Linked DNA regions of Mus musculus: region 1 is linked to region 2. Evidence: chromatin contacts called from public Hi-C data. All regions are on one chromosome and are shown on one strand. Each heading gives the region's core, a stretch centred on a gene start, on an enhancer-like site or on the middle of the called end of the contact. The rest is flanking DNA. Distances are from core to core; before and after follow the strand shown.

Region 1 (2,901 bases), core at 215-2,714, 34 kb after region 2:
CATCCTTCATCTTCCACTCTAGGATTTCACCCTAGGAGGCATGCAGGTGACTCAAGCCACGATGATACAATGAGCTATCTATCAGGCTTGAAGATAGGGAGCAAACAACTGTAAACTTTATATTCCAGAAAAGGGGCGGAGGCAGTAAATCTGTATGTTAAAAATGAACTGTGTGCGTGTGGCGGGGTGGGGTGGGAGGGGGAGCCAACTTATTTGACTGACTTTCAGTCAAGAACAAGCAGTACAGTTTTGAAGGCGGCGCAATACAAGTAAGTTAACCCCCCTCATCACAAAGGAAAGCGATTCGGTCAGGGTGAAATATGCTCTTGGAGAGTTTAAGCTCCCACCCTCACAGCTGTTAATTGCCAGTGCAGTAAACTGGAAACCAAACACTAGAGCACTAGAGCAGCCACAACTGAACTTCCATGTTTGGGGTGGGGAAAGCTACACAGAGGTACTAGGCACTAGCTTGACAATCCCTTTAACAGCCCGTGTGAAAGGCTCAATTGTCCCCTCGGCAGAGCACGCTGGTGGTTTCTGCAGCTTGCTTTAAAAAATTATGTGCCTTTATTGTACTAAAGAAATTCCAAACGGGAAGCACAGCCTACTCATTGACGGTTAACAACACAATTACTTTACATGGTCTTCCCTTCCAGAGTCTAAGAAGGCACTTGAGTTTGTTCAAACTACTATGGGTTTGGCTAATGCTAAAACATCAACTTTGCTGTCAGCTGAGATTCTTTCTGACTCTGTTCAACACAAACGCCCCTGATAAAAATAAACAAGGGGAAGAGACCGGCGTGCACTCCTCAGCACCTACCTGCCTTGTTTTCTCACTGACATAAATAGACAATGCACAGAAGGGTTTAAGTCTGCAAAATACTTCCTTTCCAACTCCCAGGGTGCTGTTAAAACCCCCGCCCAGTTGACTTCTGAAAAAAAAAAATCGTTGTGGCTAGGTGTGACAAAATTTTTGAACAATACTAAATTGTTTTATGCAAAGCTCCTCCCAGAAACCTGTTCACCCACAAACGTCAACATTTCTTTCCTGAGGAAGGATGGAAGTAGACTTCAGGCCAGTCTATAAGGAAAGGTAGAGATAAGGGTTTCCTAGAGACAGGCGGAGCAAGTCAGAAAGGAGCAAGTCGGAAAGTCAGAAAGAGCAGCGGGATGCGGTGGGTCACTGACTCATTCAGAAGCAGTCACGGTCCCGGGACAGGGCGACAGGACGGGACTCTTACCAATGTGGAGCTCTCTGCCTCCACGTCTGCCTGAGCTGCATCCTTGTACTGCAGGGGGGACTCGATGACCAACTCCTTCTTGTCACTTCTACCGCTCGTCCTGTACTTCTCAGCCTGCATTCTCCACACAGACCACTGTCAGAAAGCCTGCAGCAGGGACAGCTGAGAGTCCCCCACCAGCCGCACCGCTGGCCAGAGAAAGGAAAGGAAGCCTGAAGCCTGTTTCCCAGGCACTGGAAGTGCAGAGCCTGAGGGGTGGGGAAGGCATGACCGAGAAGGCCAGCCTCTAGGGGTGTTACTACAGCTAGGAGAATGGGAGGCTCCTGCTCGCTGGCCAAAGAAAAACAACCCCCAAACAGAACAATACACAGTGTACTGCCTCTGCAATGAAAGACCAGCCTCATTGTGTCTGTTCCACACAGCGTGGGCCAAATCAATGTGAATCCAAATAGTGCAGCATTGAGAAGGAAGCCTGCCGATCCCAGCGAGGCTCCCTCATAAGGACTTCCGATCTGAAGCCCCCAGCTAGGTCGCCTGGCTGGTCTAAAAGTTGCAGTTTCAAAACGCTTTCATTTGTGTTATGGCTAAGCACCAAGAACTTGGCTCCTGATCAAAGCAGGACCAAACGAGCAAGCAAGGGTGTTCCCAGGAGGTACAGTTCAAGAAATCATTTCTCCTTGCAGGACAGACAGCAGCAGACAAACTCATGTATCTGTTTTATGCCAGGGAGATGATACCGTAATGCTGAATAAATTAATAATGCAGCCAAAGCATTTACCATGGACATTTTCTTTGCACACAACAACGTGTGTGTGCCAGGATGTAGTGTGCCCAGTGTTAAAGGATGGAGAAGGTCAGAGTGGAAACGTAAAGCAGAAAGTCTCTTCCCTCAAGAATAGGAAAAAGATGGGAAGTCCAAAGATATCCTGAAGAAGAGAGATACACAGATGTTCTTGCAGAAGTCTGCTATCAGGAGTTACAGAGCCAAAGTTTGGAGCTGAGATGAAAGGATGGACCATGTAGAGACTGCCATATCCAGGGATCCACCCCATAATCAGCATCCAAACGCTGACACCATTGCATACACTAGCAAGATTTTATTGAAAGGACCCAGATGTAGCTGTCTCTTGTGAGACTAGGCCGGGGCCTAGCAAACACAGAAGTGGATGCTCACAGTCAGCTATTGGATGGGTCACACGGCCCCCAATGGAGGAGCTAGAGAAAGTAGCCAAGGAGCTAAAGGGATCTGCAACCCTATAGGTGGAACAACATTATGAACTAACCAGTACCCCGGAGCTCTTGACTCTAGCTGCATATATATCAAAAGATGGCCTAGTCGGCCATCACTGGAAAGAGAGGCCCATTGGACTTGCAAACTTTATATGCCCCAGTACAGGGGAACACCAGGGCCAAAAAGGGGGAGTGGGTGGGCAGGGGAGTGGGGGTGGGTGGATATGGGGGACTTTTGGTATAGCATTGGAAATGTAAATGAGTTAAATACCTAATAAAAAATGGAAAAAAAAAAAAAAAGAAGTCTGCTATCTTTTTTGTTTCCTCATATTCCCTGAAGGAGTAACTTTTTAAGAGATCAACTAGCAAAAATCAAAACACAAGCATCGGAGAGGTTCGCTACAAGGATGCACGAAGGGGTTTGCTACAA
Region 2 (2,948 bases), core at 361-2,860:
CTTACTTTGGAAGCTGTCGGAACTCTCCTGAGTAATCTTCATATTTATAGGTCACAAGATGCCAGTCAGAGTTGTAGGTTTTGATGCACTGGTGGGGGGGTTTAGAGGAAACAAACAGAAACAGAAAGTCAGATGATGACTTCTGGGGAACATGAGGAGTTTTGGGAAGTCAGACCCTAGAGACATAAAAGTTCAGCTGTCAATCATCTAACATCACAAAGACTCCTGTGAGACACCAGACTCTGAACCAGTGAAACACGACCCTCGGGAGCAACTGTGTCGTTATCAATATCAACAATCTGACAGCAGCTTTTCTATGGCAACACTGAAATAGCAATAACTATTCCCGGCTTATAATCATTTGTTTTTATAAGAAATGTTTTATGTTGCTATGATGGTTTGGATGAGAATGCCCCCACAGGCTCATATATTTAAATGTTTGGTTGCTAGTTGGTGGAACTGTCTGAGAAGGCTTAGGAGGCGTGGCATTGTCAGACAAGGTATGCCACAGGATGGGGTAGAGCTTTGAAGTTTGAAAAGCCTGCACCATTGCCAAAATCTCACACTCAGGCTCATACATGTGAATCAAGATGTAAGTTCTCAGTTACTGTCTCAGTACCACACCTGCCACCATGCTCCCCACCACGATGGCCATGCACTCACCCTCCGAACTGTAAGCTCCCAGTAAACTCACTCCTCTATAAGCTACCTTCATCATGGCGTCTTACTACAGCAGTCAGTGGAAGGGTTACCAAGACAGTTGCATATGATTTACTTGTGTGTGTGTGGGGGGGGGAAGCACATGCCGTTGTACTCATGGAGAAGCTAGGGGTCAACTTGCCAAAGTTGATTCTCTCCTTCTACCACGCAGATCTGGAAGACCAGACTCAGGTCAGCAGGCTTAGCAGCAGGTGCCTTTACCTGCTGAGCCATCTACTGCATGGTGGTGGAAGAGGCCATATGTTTCTCTACTGGGACATGAGCGAGAATATCATGTGTGAACCTAGACACTTCATGATACCAACTTTAGAACTAGTGCTGTTAGTTACTAAAACCATTTAAATTTGTCCTCAGTTTTCTTCACATTCGTAAGTGATAGAGTGAGATTATGCGCAGGAAAGATGTAGACTTCAACTCACACGGCCCCATGACCTCTTTACCTGTGTACCTTTGTGTGTACATGGTCATGGTCATGTGCATGCATGTACATCCATGTGTGTGTGCATGCATGTGTGTGCGCGTGCACATGAGCTTGCATGTGTACTATACGTGGCACTCACTTCACTGCTAAGGCTTCTTCTAGTGTCACTATGGTTCACATACTATATCAGAACTACCTCACTACATGACTACAAGGGGCCAGCAGGGTGTCCTTCCTCTACCTTCTTGGGTGGCTGTGAGATTCTAATCAGCTCTTGACATACACAAAACTGATAGAGAAAAAGAACACATGAAAACCAACAAAGATGTATTTGTGTTATACCTATTTTTTTTTAAACTGGCTCGGCCTACCTTCTGTGGCCAGGCAGGCCTCCCAGTGGAGGGATAAGGACAGCAATCCACCCACAAAACCTTAGACCCAAGTTATAGCCTGCCTATGAGACATGCAGGGACAAAAATAGACACAGAGGGAATGGACAACCAATGACTGGCTCAAATTGAGAACCATCCCAAGGACAAGAACCAATCCCTGATTGTTAATGATTAACTATTAAATTAACTATTAATGATACTCTGCTATGCTTACAGACAGGAGCCTAGCATAAGGGTCCTCTGAGAGGCTCTACTCAGCAGCCAGTGGAAAGAGATGCAGAGACCCATAGGCGAATATTAGATGGAGCCCAGGGACTCTTGTGGGAGAGTTGAGAGACCCCAAAGAGGATAGAACTCCACAGGAAGTCCAACAGAGTCAAATAACCTGGACCCTTGGGGTCTCCCAGAGACTGAACCATCAACCAAAGAGCAAGCATGGGCTGGACGTAGGCCTCACCCCACTGCACACATATGTAGCAGATGAGCAGCTTGGGTGTCATGTGGGTCTGAAGAAAGGGCTATCCACTGGGCCACCTTGTCCAGTCTCAGTGAGAGAGGATATCTCTAGTCCTTCAATGACTTGATGAGCCAGGGGAGGGAGGATCTGGGGGAGGGGTCCCCATTCTCAGAAGAGAAGGGGAGGGGGAGTAGGGAGGATGGGGTGTTCTGGGAGGAGAAGGGGGCTAATATTAGGATGTAAGTAAATCAATTTTTTAATTAATAATAATAAAGATTGTAAAACAGAAAAAAACGGCTCACGAATAATGTTTTTTGAACAAAGCCCCTATTCTTATTCCACTTCATTGGCATCAATTGTTTTGTCTGCGTCACAACCTCCACCTGAGCAGCCACCAACTCAACAGAAACAACAATGGGTGCTTGCTTTGTTTTTTTCTCCCGCCCCCCCCCACCCCCCCAGTAAGCATTTTTCTTGAAAAGATGCAAAGGGAAGGAAGTATGGGTATTCTAGATTATTCCTTGAAGGTGAAAGAAAATGAGAGAAGAAGGAAGAGCAGAGTCAGGGGAGGTGAGCATTCTCCTTTGACTATGTAACTGTAAACATTTTAATGTTACTGTATCCTTAGGAATACTTTTCACAGTTTCCGGCAATACTTTCACACCTGGGCATCAGGTATGAACATTCAAATTTACATTCCAACGCCACCAAGTAAGGTTTGAAAGTCGCACACGGTTCCAGGTTTTCCACAGCGGCCCCCATGCAGGTGGGCCTGGCTCTGTGTGGCACACGCCCTTTCTCATTATTGGGTCATGATGCTCTGAGCATCAAGAACTGCAGCTGCTGTCACTGAGGATCTAACTGAGGGACATCCTGAGGGACATCCTGAGGGACAGTGTGCACCCAGCTAACTAAAAGCAAGGGGTAGAGACAAAAGTGAAGAGTATGAATATTTTTC

The links. Hi-C and Micro-C count contacts between places; a contact is called where the count stands out from the background.
Region 1: a contact with region 2 is called in a Hi-C map of liver, with 1.6 times the contacts expected there. The contact joins the promoter of Dock9 here to the enhancer-like site in region 2. A contact is called at or near these places in 1 of 39 promoter capture datasets (macrophages), 10 of 484 Hi-C or Micro-C datasets (brain, brown adipocytes, cerebral cortex and 6 more), 4 of 115 datasets of contacts at active chromatin or transcription factors (embryonic fibroblasts, embryonic stem cells, heart atrium and 1 more) and 2 of 9 other capture datasets (adipose tissue and embryonic stem cells).

Annotation. Positions count from the first base shown.
Region 1 is chr14:121,696,953-121,699,853 of GRCm38.p6, forward strand. It overlaps Dock9 (dedicator of cytokinesis 9), which reads right to left and starts at 1,465. Exons shown (of 54, transcript NM_001081039.1): 1 at 1,242-1,465. The coding sequence starts at 1,361.
Region 2 is chr14:121,662,506-121,665,453 of GRCm38.p6, forward strand. It overlaps Dock9 (dedicator of cytokinesis 9), which reads right to left. Exons shown (of 54, transcript NM_001081039.1): 4 at 6-88. Among named protein-coding and RNA genes, the nearest start is that of Dock9, 34 kb to the right of the region's middle. Within about 2 kb of position 1,611, at least 3 of the 459 cell types and tissues checked have an H3K27ac peak or open chromatin away from gene starts, as enhancers often do. A contact at or near this core is called in liver, where this site is marked.